2 separate regions of the Mus musculus genome follow, and region 1 is linked to region 2. A link is a contact called in public Hi-C data. All regions are on one chromosome and are shown on one strand. Each heading gives the region's core, a stretch centred on a gene start, on an enhancer-like site or on the middle of the called end of the contact. The rest is flanking DNA. Distances are from core to core; before and after follow the strand shown.

Evidence for each region. A called contact is a pair of places that touch in the nucleus more often than the background predicts.
Region 1: a contact with region 2 is called in a Hi-C map of cerebellar granule neurons, with 1.6 times the contacts expected there. The contact joins two enhancer-like sites. A contact is called at or near these places in 7 of 39 promoter capture datasets (the HPC-7 cell line, cranial neural crest, embryonic stem cells and 3 more), 1 of 15 datasets of contacts at CTCF or cohesin (CD8 T cells), 6 of 484 Hi-C or Micro-C datasets (brain, cerebellar granule neurons, cerebellum and 2 more) and 2 of 9 other capture datasets (adipose tissue and liver).

Annotation. Positions count from the first base shown.
Region 1 is chr5:113,676,790-113,682,827 of GRCm38.p6, reverse strand. No RefSeq gene overlaps it. Among named protein-coding and RNA genes, the nearest start is that of Gm46919, 19 kb to the left of the region's middle. Within about 2 kb of position 3,942, at least 8 of the 459 cell types and tissues checked have an H3K27ac peak or open chromatin away from gene starts, as enhancers often do. A contact at or near this core is called in cerebellar granule neurons and cerebellum, where this site is marked.
Region 2 is chr5:113,549,928-113,555,229 of GRCm38.p6, reverse strand. It overlaps Wscd2 (WSC domain containing 2), which reads right to left. Exons shown (of 9, transcript NM_177292.3): 2 at 3,896-4,807. The coding sequence starts at 4,295. Among named protein-coding and RNA genes, the nearest start is that of Gm52822, 8.4 kb to the right of the region's middle. Within about 2 kb of position 1,604, at least 35 of the 459 cell types and tissues checked have an H3K27ac peak or open chromatin away from gene starts, as enhancers often do. A contact at or near this core is called in cerebellar granule neurons and cerebellum, where this site is marked.

The DNA of each region.
Region 1 (6,038 bases), core at 2,693-5,192, 130 kb before region 2:
GGGTCAGGGAGAAAGTGGCTGGGCGCATTTTCTTGCTTCTTGGGTCAGCTTACCTCCCAAGGCAAATGGGGACCTGGTGACAGCTGCCTGCTGTGGTCTGTCTGTGGGGAATGTTGCTAAAGTGACTTTCAGAACTCTGGCCCACTCCACCAGTCTGGGACTATGAGTCTTGTACAGGAGAGGAAAAAAGCTTAGGTAAGCGTTTTTCCCAGAAGCTGCTGCGTGGCATGACTGGGCAGAAAGCCCCCCTCCTCTGTCTCTGTCTGTCTCTGTCTCTTTCTCTCCTTGCTCTCAGTGCCACATGACTGACTGTCTCACTGTGTTTTATCCCATTCATCATTCTGTGGTGAACAGCCTCGCCACCTCATACACCTGGGCAGGGACAGATGCAGGATTTGAACCCAAGTCTTTCCTTTGGAATCCGTGCCTCTCTGTCTGGGATTTGGTCCGTCTACCCGACTTTAGACTTGGGCCTGGGTGTGATGGTACATGCTTGAATCCTGGAACTCTGGAGGCACAGGACCACTGTAAGTTAGAGGCCAGCCAGGACTATGTAGCACAAAACTCTGTCTCAAACAAAATAAAACCACCCCTAAATCATAACCCCTGAATGTGGGTCTGGGTATCAACAGCTTTGCAAAGGGAGTGGGCGTGAGGTCAGAGTGAAGTTTTTAGTAGGTGCACATGGCTGTGGGCACTCCATTTAATTGCTCAGCCTCAGTTTCCCCAGGTACAGTACACAGTACCCAGCAACCTCACACACTTATTGCTGGGCTCAAACAGGGGCCCTGAAAGATACTGTAGCAATAGTGGTAGTATTGGTTTTGTTTATTGAGCATTGCTTCCAGGTCAGGTACCTGGAAGCTTTGGTTCAGCTGGGTTAGCTGGGCTGCAGGTGCTCTGTCTGTGCAAAGGGGCGATGCTGTGGCTGCCTGTGAGGGTGACGGCGAGGGTTGCTGGAGTCCTGACCTGGGTTAGTGTGAGTGCAGATTGGAGTGGACACCATGTAGATATTATTATAGTCAGAGAAGCAGGCTCAGAGGAGTGAATAACTTACCCAGGACCACACAGCCAAGCAGCAGCTGGTCCTGCGGTCTTACGTTTGTCTCTTGTCACATTAACACCTGCCCTTCCCCCTCTGCCTTGGGTTTCTATTCTCTGTCCCTGCCATCATGGTCCATGGTTGCGCCTTGTGGACCTTCTGAGCCTCAGAAGCTGTGGAATTAAATTGCAGAGCCGGAGGGATACATGAAACATCAGCTCTGTGTTTCTGGCCCCATAGGCGGGGACGGCGGCGGGCACTAAAGTCTGGTTAGGCTGTTCGGATGTGGCCGTTAGTCTTTTGCCTTGACAGCTGTCCTGACAGACTGAGGGATGAGTGAGCGAGCAAGCAGGATTCTTGACAGCAGGACTCAAGAAAATTCTCACAGGACCTTCAGCTTCAGTGCGAAGTCCGGCCCCGCCCACGCCCCATGGCCATGCTCCCTCACCATCTGCCCGTGGGTGGGGGTGGGTTAGGGGGTGTGGTGAGGAGGGCTCCACTCACTGTTAAACTAGGATCCCTAAAGGTTAAGGTGTTCCCGACATAAAAGGCACAGCATCATAAATGTGCAACTAGCTGCTTTCTAAAAAGATTTATTTTTACTAAAATGATTTTTTTATTATCTTAAGTTAGGTGCATGTATGTCTCTGGGTGGGTATGTGCACTCAGGGCCCCACAGAGGCCAGAGAGGTTGGATCCCCTGGAGCTGGAGGTATACGGGTAGTTGTGAGCTGCCTAACACAGAGGCAATACTCTTAACTGCTGCAGATCAGAGTGTTTTGTGTTCTAATCTTCTGGCTCATTCTCATTCTCTGGCTCGTTCTGTGTCTGGCTTGCTCTCTCTCTCTCTCTCTCTCTCTCTCTCTCTCTTTCTTTCACCAACTGTCCCCCATCAAACCCCACCTCTCTCTTCACTGTCCCTTATATAACTTCCCTTTCCTTTCCTTTCTTTTCTCGTGAGAGTTGGGCTTATCCTGTTCTGTCAGATCTTTCTCTGATTCATCACTTTGTCTGCCACTCAATTAGACATCACTTTCAGACATGGGTGCTTCTTTCCACAAACTAACTTTGCCTTCATTATTTGGGATTAAAGGTGTGTTCTAAGGGTGTATCTGTATTGCAGCTAGAGGGATTAAGGGTGTGTGTTAAGGCTGAGCTATACTGCAACTATAGACAAGTTTGTTGTTTTTTTTTTGTTTGTTTGTTTGTTTTTTCGTTTTTTAAGTAAAGAAGACAATCTTGAGGTCACAGTGTGATCAAATATCATACAACACCCATAGGCTCATTATTTGAGTCACCATGGAGTAGAGCTGTTTGAAAGGATTAGAAGGATTGGGAGGGGGTTGATCATGTTGGAGGGAGTGTGTCACTGGGGGTAGGCTTTGAAGTTTCAAAAAACTCACAGAAGCCCCAGTCTCGTCTTCTCTCTCTCTCTCTCTCTCTCTCTCTCTCTCTCTCTCTCTCTCTGTTTATACATCATAATGTGGTTCTCAGTTACTTTGTCAGTGCCTGCCTGCCACCCGTGCTTCCCACCACAGTGATAATGGAATAACCTCTAAAACTGTAAGCTCCCAACTAAATGTTTTCTTCTATAAGAGTTGTCCTTGCCCTGGTATCTGTTCATAGTAATAGAATGGTAATTAGAACACCATCTTTCATGACAATCTTGCTCTTCGGGGAAGGACCTGGCTGCCGTCCATCCTTCCATCCCTCCTTTCCTCCCCCTCTTCTTTCTCCTCCTCTGCCCTTAAGGCAGTGAAGCCTCTGTCAGATGTTAGCATCTGGACTCTGTACTTCTCAGCCCTTAGAACTGTGGAAAAGGAGTTTTTGTTCATCATAGACCTGTGGCTGGTGTCATCCCAGTGCCCTCTGCTCTAGGATCTGGCCCAGATCAGAAAAGGGAAGGGAACAGCTGCCTGGCTCCTGCCTTCTCTAGACCTTGCAGTCCCTTGCCCAAACATCCTTTCCATTGAAAGTAGATGGTCCCTCTGCTGACCCAGGTGCTGGGGGTGGGGTGCTCAGAGGTATAGGAATGAACCGGGGCATGGAGAGACATAGACGTGACAGCCAATAGGCCTAGATCTGGAGTGCAGCTTGGGCAGGAGCCCTCCCCAGAGAGCCGTCTCCTTCTTTGCCCAAGATCCACACTGTATTTTTTTTTTCTTTCTATGGCTTGCTGCTGGACACCCTGCTCCAGTCACCTGGTCCCCTAACCGTGACAACTGACTGACTAGATGCAGGACCCCACACACCTTATTTCTGTTCTGGGCTACATAGGATTCTTGCTTTCCCAGGCTGGAGGGGCACTATCTTCATTAAGGTTTCTTTCTATTCTTGCACAAACATCATGACCAAGAAGCAAGTTGGGGAGGAAAGGGTTTATTCAGTTTACACTTCCACACTGCTGTTCATCACCAAAGGAAGTCAGGACTGGAACTCAAGCAGGTCAGGAAGCAGGAGCAGATGGAGAGGACATGGGGGGATGTTACTTACTGGCTTGCTTCCCCTGGCTTGCTCAGCTTGCTTTCTTATAGAACCCAAGACTACCAGCCCAGGGATGGCCCCGCCCACAATGGGCTGGCTCCACCCACTATGGGTCCTCCCACCCTTGATCACTAATCCAGAAAATGCCTTACAGCTGGATTTCATCGAGGCATTTCCTTAAGGGAGGCTCCTTTCTGTGTGATCATTCCATCTTGTGTCAAGTTGATACACAAAACCACCAGTACAGGCACTAAGGCATAGTTTATGCCAGACTGAAGCCACCCAAGTGGACAATGGCAACCAAAGCAGGAAGCCAAGGGATGTTCTTCCTTGGCAGAGCCAGTACCAGGACACCTGCCTGCCTGGGTTGGCAAGGCTCACTATGGCAGATGGTGTTCAAGGACCTCAGTGCTCCGAGGGGAACAGTTAGGAGAAAGAAGTCCAGATGGGCACCCACATGCTCACCCGGGGCCGATCCTAGCAGGTCGGGTAGCCTCCGCAAACCTGCTCATTTTGTGTGGAACGAGGGTGGCGGTGCTCTTCTGGGGTACCGAGTGGATTTCTGCATTAGGAGGCAGTTATGGTGTCTCAGAGGAGAGGAACCCCACCCATGCCCTGGTCTTACTCAAAAACAGAACTGAGAAGGAGACATCAGAAAGTCCAGTTTGCCACCTGGAGGCAAGAAAACTATTGTGGGAACAGTGACCCCCACCCCCACCCCCCAGCGGCTGGCATTCACATCCCATGTGTCCCACAGAAAGGCTTCTGAACAAGTCACAGGGCTGTTGCTTAGATTATACTGCTACACAAAAAAAGGAGCTGAGGTAAGTAGGCCTGACCAATGGGGACACAGATTCAGGTGCCCCCAAATTCCATGTTCCATGTAGTAGCCATTGGTGAAGATTATAGTAAGAGAGCAAAGACATTAATAAAATTAGGCTACTTTTCAAATCCATTGGTAGAAATATTAGAAGCACTCGGTGGGCAGTTAGAGCAAAGCAGGTAAGTGGATTACGGGTCTCAGATCACATCTCGCCACACCCAACCTTTTGGTTGTTGGAAGGTATCGGTCTGTCTGTTAAATCAGTACATTCCAGAAGCACATTTCACCTGCGAGTCACAAGGACATTAGGTCAGATTCAGATAGAGGTGGGCAAGGTGGGCAGGAAGTCTATTTACAGGGCTTGAAGATAACCTAAGATCGATTGTAATTCAGCGCTGGACCAGCACCATTCCAACCTCCCACAATCACCGAAGGGCGTGGTATGGTTCTTTCCAGGAACTCTCACCTACATTTTTAGAACTCTTTTTTGTTTTGTTTTGTTTTGTTTTTCGAGACAGGGTTTCTCTGTGTAGCCTTGGCTGTCCTGGAACTCACTCTGTAGACCAGGCTGGCCTCGAACTCAGAGATCCGCCTGCCTCTGCCTCCCAAGTGCTGGGATTAAAGGCATGTGCCACTACGCCCGGCCTTTTGTTTGTTTTTGTTTTGTTTTAGAACTCTTAACAGCTTCTGATGGCCCTTGGCACAAACTCCTAATCCCTTGCAGGTCTCCAAGGTTTAGCCTTGGCTTCTATTTTGAACCTCACTCACTGCATCCCACTCTCTGCCAGGGGGAGCTCTGCCGGGTCCTCTGTGAGACTTTTCTCACTGCCTCTCAGGCTTTACCTATTCTGTTTCTGGGATGGCTCCCTGACCCCCTCTACCCGCCCCCCTCCCCCCACCCCTGCACATCCCCCCCCCCCCCCCCCCCCCCCCGCACTCCATCCCAATCACTCCTCAGGGCTGTTTCCTGGTCGACCTATCAGAGGAACACAGCTATTCAAACACCCTTGGCTGAAGATGGCCTGCGGCTCTGTCACACTCTTTGATCTAAAGTAAAGTCGGGTTAGAGACTGCCTAGCTAGCCAGATTGCAGAATCAAGCCTGGTGAGCAGAGATGACAGATGTCACAGCCAGCTTGCTCCCACAGTCCCTCATCTAGCATCCTTTACACACCAACCCTCCATGACAGAGTCAAATCAACTCTGTTGCTTTTGGTCATGGTGTGTATCAAAGGAATAGAAAGCCAACTGGGACACCATCCTTAGGGACCCTTTGGTCATCTACATCCTTTGAAGGAAGGCATCCCCTGCCCCTGCAAATACCCTCAGAGCACCCGCCTGATGTAATAGAATGAACCTAGGCCTGGGCCTCATTTTTATTCACTATTGTAATCTGAGTGCCTAGCACAGAGCCAGGAAACCAACGTTTTACTGCTGTGAGCAGGCACCATGACCAAGGCAACTCTTACAAGGACAACATTTAATTGGGGCTGGCTTATAGGTTCAGAGGTTCAGTCCATTATCATCAAGGTGGGAGCATGGCAGCGTCCAGGCAGGCATGGTGCTGGAGGAGCTGAGAGTTCTACATCTTCATCTGAAGGCTGCTAGCAGAATACTGACTTCCAGACAGCTAGGATGAGGGTCTTAAAGCCGGCACCCACAGTGACATACCTTCTCCAATAGGGCCACA
Region 2 (5,302 bases), core at 355-2,854:
ATGGCATTGTAAGAAGATGACCATGTGACCAAATGAAAGGAGGACACTGGACAGAGTGTGTGGCACCCATGGATGGAGTGGAGAAACAAATGAGAGCAGAGATGTGTGCATATATATTTACACACACAATATATACACATATGTATTGAGTGTATGCATGTTCACAGTATATGTGCACACGTGTAGATGTTCCTGACTGTAAATATGTATGTATGTTTGTGGGTAAGGTGAATGTTCAAGCATGTATACGTGTGTACACACACACACACATGTGTATGGGGTGAACACTTTCCACACGCATGTGCACACTGCAGCTAGCAGCAGGTGTTGTTCTTTAGGTTTTTGCTCCTGCATTCCCTCCATCCTGGTTAGATGGAGTCATGAAGCCACTCACAGGCAGTGCCTGGCTCTCAGTCTCACATGCCTATGTCCAGCAGGGCACTGGCAGCCTGGGAGGGAGCCAGGGTTCAGCAGCAGGCCAGAAAAGTGTTTTGAATTTGGCAGTGCTGATCAAAGGTGCTGAACCTCAAATAACTCCATCAACAGACAGGATGTATTTTCCTAATGACACTGCCTGCCTCTGGGGCTGCCTGCTGAGAGCCCGGAGCTTGGGGCTACTTTTCTATATGTTTTTTTTTTCCTTTCAGTTCATAACACATGTATAAGGTCAACTGATGGGCTTTTTGAGCATTGAGAAGAAGGCACGCATGCTTTGGAAGCCAATAACATCACTTATCTGGCGATCTCTCTAACCAGGGCAAGCCACTGCTCTCTGAATTCTGTCTTACCGTGTAAAACATGGACCAAAACAGCCTCCGATTCATGGAACAGTGCTAGTTAAATAAAGCAATGAATCAACCCTACACGGTCCAGCCCACAGCAGCCGCTCAATGGTTAGCACCGGTATTAACATCTGGACCCAGAGAGTGAGCCAGGCACGTGCGCAGCGCGCTCTAAGCCACGAACAGGAAATGAACTGCAGCGAGCATGAAGCAGGCATTCAATAAACGGCATTGTTACTGCTGACAGCCGTAGTGGCCATGTGACGGTCTCTCAGTATCCCACAGGGGTGGGGTTCAGCATCCCCCCAACATGTGGTGTCCAGCATCCCCAACATGTTAACAAAGTGCAGCATTTGCACAGAACTCAGGCCTCACCTCCCTCTCGTGTTTAGCAGTTCTCTCTAAATGACTTTAGCCCCTAACACAGTGTGAACTCTGGAAATACAAGGGAAAAGCCAGTGTGTGTTCCTTACAAATGCATTTTTCTTAGTAGTAGTTGTTGTTTTTTAATCTGTGGTGGGCTGAATCCCTGGGTATAAGCCCTCAGCTATGGAGAGCTGACTGCATTTGGTTCTCATATCTCACAGGCACGTCAACATACAGATACACAGTCACACGATCCACTGTGTGACCTGTGACATGCATCTGATCAGACTTGGAAGCATCAGAGTACTGGAGCTGGACAAAGCAGAAATCGGGAGGTCCCCTGACAGAGGGAGAGTCACACATTCATTTACCCACTCTGCCACTCAGGCATCCGTTGGGTGCAGCCAGAGCGAGCACCTGGCGCTGTCCCAGGTGCTGACGGGTTGAGTTGGCAAAGACTGGAATACCCCTACCCGCTGGAGCACAGCATGCAGAGACCCAGCTGTTCGAGCAAAATGCCTTTGAATGTGATGTGCATGGCTTCAGGGAGTGTGGCTGTGACCCATGCACCAGATGGAACTGGTTAGGTCACTCTGGAAAGTGGCTATGGGAGGCAGAGGCTCCAAAAAAGGAGCTGTGCAGAGATGTATGTGGGGGAAGAGTCAATAGGCTGAAGGACTAAGCTCCTGAGGCAAAGAGAGCAGGAACTCGCTCTGTGCACAGCAGGGACAGACGCTGCAGTGCAAGAGGGAATCTGAGAACTTAAGGATCAAGCTAGCAGGGACTTTGGGGACTTTAAAGGACAGGGTGTTGTTTGGAGTGGCCAGAGGTGGAATCTGAGGGGCTAAGGTGGAAAGAGCAGTGATTTCTCTAACAGACCAGCCTCTCATTTATGAGATGGCTGCCCTCCTGAGAAAACCCCGGGGGTACTTCCAAGCATTGCTAACTGCCAGTTCTGTCTCAGATGCATTGCTAAGTCCTTGCCGGATCCACACCTCACCGGGCTCTCAGGTCTGTGTGGAAAGGAGCCACTGTGAGATAGGTGTGGAAATTGAGGTATAGAAGGTCAAGCCATTGTCCGAGTCACACAGATGGCTAAGGTGGGCTGGAATCCTAGGCCTGAGTCCCCAGCCTGTTTTGTCTTCTTGTCTCTGTGAGCTCTGGGCTCTCTCACAGGAGAAGATGGTAAGAGTCTTCTAGATAGCTTCTGTGCCAGGTTCAGGCTGCGACTGGGGCGAGAGCCCTTGTCCCTGTCTCTAGGATGAGTCCTTCTGTAAATCCCGTGCCTTCCAGGGGTGAAGAAGAGCACACAAAGGCTTGGGGGACCAATCCTCTCACCCCCCCCATCCTCATCAGGTTCCCCGCACACCCTCTCATTGTAATCTCCTGAGCCATGGCTATGGCAGGTTTCCCCAGCCTGTTGGTCACATGGTAGCTGCCAGTGGAGAGGGGATACCTTCAGAGAAAGCCAGGCATCTGGATAGACGGTACTTAAACCCCAGGTTATATCGACAACAGCTGTGAAACCCTGAACTGGCATCTTTCCCTCTCAAGCCCCCACTTCCACATCTGGTTCTTGATTTTAAATTATTTGTACGTGTGTTGGTGGCTATGTGCCAGAGGCATAAGATCCCCCCTGGAGCTGGGGTTACAGGTAGGTACATACCACCTGACATGGATGCTGGGAGTGGAACTGAGTCCTCTACAAGAACAGTATGCATCTGATCTCTGACCTGCTGGACCATCTGTCCAGTCCCATTTGCTCGTTTGTGAGACGGGGTCTCCTAGCCTAGTCTGACCTCCAATTTTCTATGTAGCTAAGAATGGCCTTGAACTTCTGAGACTTGTTTCTACCTCTGTAGTGCTAGGGTTACAGGTGTGCACTACCCTGCCTGGGGGCTGAGCCCCTGGGGATCCTGCATGGTGGGGAAATGCTCTATTAATTGAGCTACTCACACATACTCCTCCCCCCACCCCAGCCATCCACATCTGTTAAACAGGCATGGGCTCATCTGTATCCCGTTCTAGCCTGTGGTATGTACCAGAAATCAGAATCTTTTTGGGTATAAAAGACTGAGAAAATGCAAGGCAATGGAAATTTACCCAAAGCAGTGTTAGTGCCTGGAATATTGTCTCCTTATTTAGCCCAGGCTAGCCTCTGACTCCTCCCCTCACCAGGGCAGTGTTAGTGCCTGGAGTATCACCGCCAGGACAAGAATTCTTTAGCATGGCCTTAGCTTCACTTTGCTAAGTAGCTGCCATTAATCCTAGGCTCCCAGTGTCTTTTTCTCTTTCTCTCTTTGAAACAGTTTCAAAGAACGCCCAGGCTAGCCTTCGACGCCTCCCAGCTCAGCCTCCCCAGGGCAGGGATGTCGGTATTCACTGCCTGCCCAGCTGCCTCCCTGTCTTTACACCAGGAAGGGTAGCAGGCTCTGTTCAGCACTGTGGGGGGCGCTGATTCTGCACATGTCAAGTGCTCACCACGGATGCTAGGACGATCGGTCGGTGCCCTGGAACCCTGATTCTGGAGTTGCTGTGTGTTTAACAAGCAGTGGGATTCTAAACCAAGGCAAGTGTGGGGTTCAAATGGAACTTGCCAATTAAGGAGTAGCTGTGTGACTCACTGATTATGGATGACAAGTCCAATGTCCCTACATTCACGTGTGTCTGGAGCAACGAGACCAGTTTTGTGGCTGTTATTTCTACATTGGTGCCTGTATTTTCCCTCAATCCCTCCAGGACCTTACCTTTCTCCTCCTCCTTTTCCTTCTCTTTCTCCCGGACAACCCTTCCCTTGAGGGCTCGGCTCCAGGCTCCTCCGTAGTCGCCTAGCTTGGCTCTCTCGCTGGTGTCCTTGCCCTTGAATGTGGGTCCGTACCTGCGTGCAATACTGGAGGCCTCCACCGTGTCCCGGAAACCTCTGCCCAGGTGCAAATCACCCAGGAAAGGCAGCTCCGCTCCTTCTACCGGGCTCCCCGCTGCGGGGCTGGCCTGGCTCTGGGGCACCGCAGGCTGGCCCACGAAGCCCGAGTGCAGGAAGACGAGGCTCCCAGCGGTCAGGTAGATTGCCAGCAGGGTAAAGAAGCGCACCGGCTTCCTGCGGAAATACCGGAAACACCGCTGGAACTTGAACCAGAGCTTGGCCATAGCAGGATCATTCCGGACTTGCTCACTTGGGGCTGGCTGGGTGGATGGCTGGGAAGGGGCGTGGAGGGCGTGGCTTCTTGGGACTTCTCAAGAATGAAACCGCAAGGGCTTGACGCTCTCTGATCCCTCCACAGAGACACTGTAGCAGGAAATCAAGCCAGGCACCTAGCTGAGTCCAGAGGTGACAAGGACAAAGGTTGCTGGAATCCCAAGGTCAAGGTGAGCTGCTTGGGGTCAAGAAAGGGGACTTACAGGACGCAGTCTCCATTCCTCACATTTTGTTCCTCACCCAGAGTGTGGCTAAAGAACTCTAGTGACAAGGACTGGCGGCTGCAAAGTCACTCTGACCCCTTCTTAGCCCCTTGGGCTGTTGAGTCTGATTAGCTCACGGAGAGAGCTCTGATGCTGGCCTCTTCTCTATCTCTAACAGGTGGCCAAGCTGTATGCCACCTTCTGTGGACATGTGCTGAAAGGACTCCATCTGGTCAAGCTTCAGGCCACCGGGCTACCACCTGTAAAACAGTGGAAACAGGCATGAGCCCCCCTCCCCCCGCCCCCAAGCCCGGAATGGAAAGAGGTCCTGTGCAACCTCAAGGGGGTGTGCGGAGGCCCCGAGAGGGCTGGAAGCTCTTGGAGAGCTGGGCTGTGTGGCCTCCAGGAGTGCATAACCCCGCCTCCACTCTCTGCCTCACTGGAACTGGGGCGCTTCAATCACTGTGCTGGAGTCTGGGGTTTGTATAGAATGGGCACACATCCTCCCATGGGTCTCCACATATCTCACATGGCCTAGAACACCTAATACAATCTCAGTGCTCAGGAGTACTTAAAAAGTAATAGCAAAAAAGAACTTTAATGTGCATTCAGTATGGACCCAGTGGGTGCTTGTGTGTGTGTGTGTGTGTCTGGTATGTATGTGTTTGTATGTGTCCGTGTGTATGTATTAGTGTCTGGTATGTATGTGTGTGCCTGTATGTGTCTGTTTATGTATTTGTGTTTCTCTAGCATGT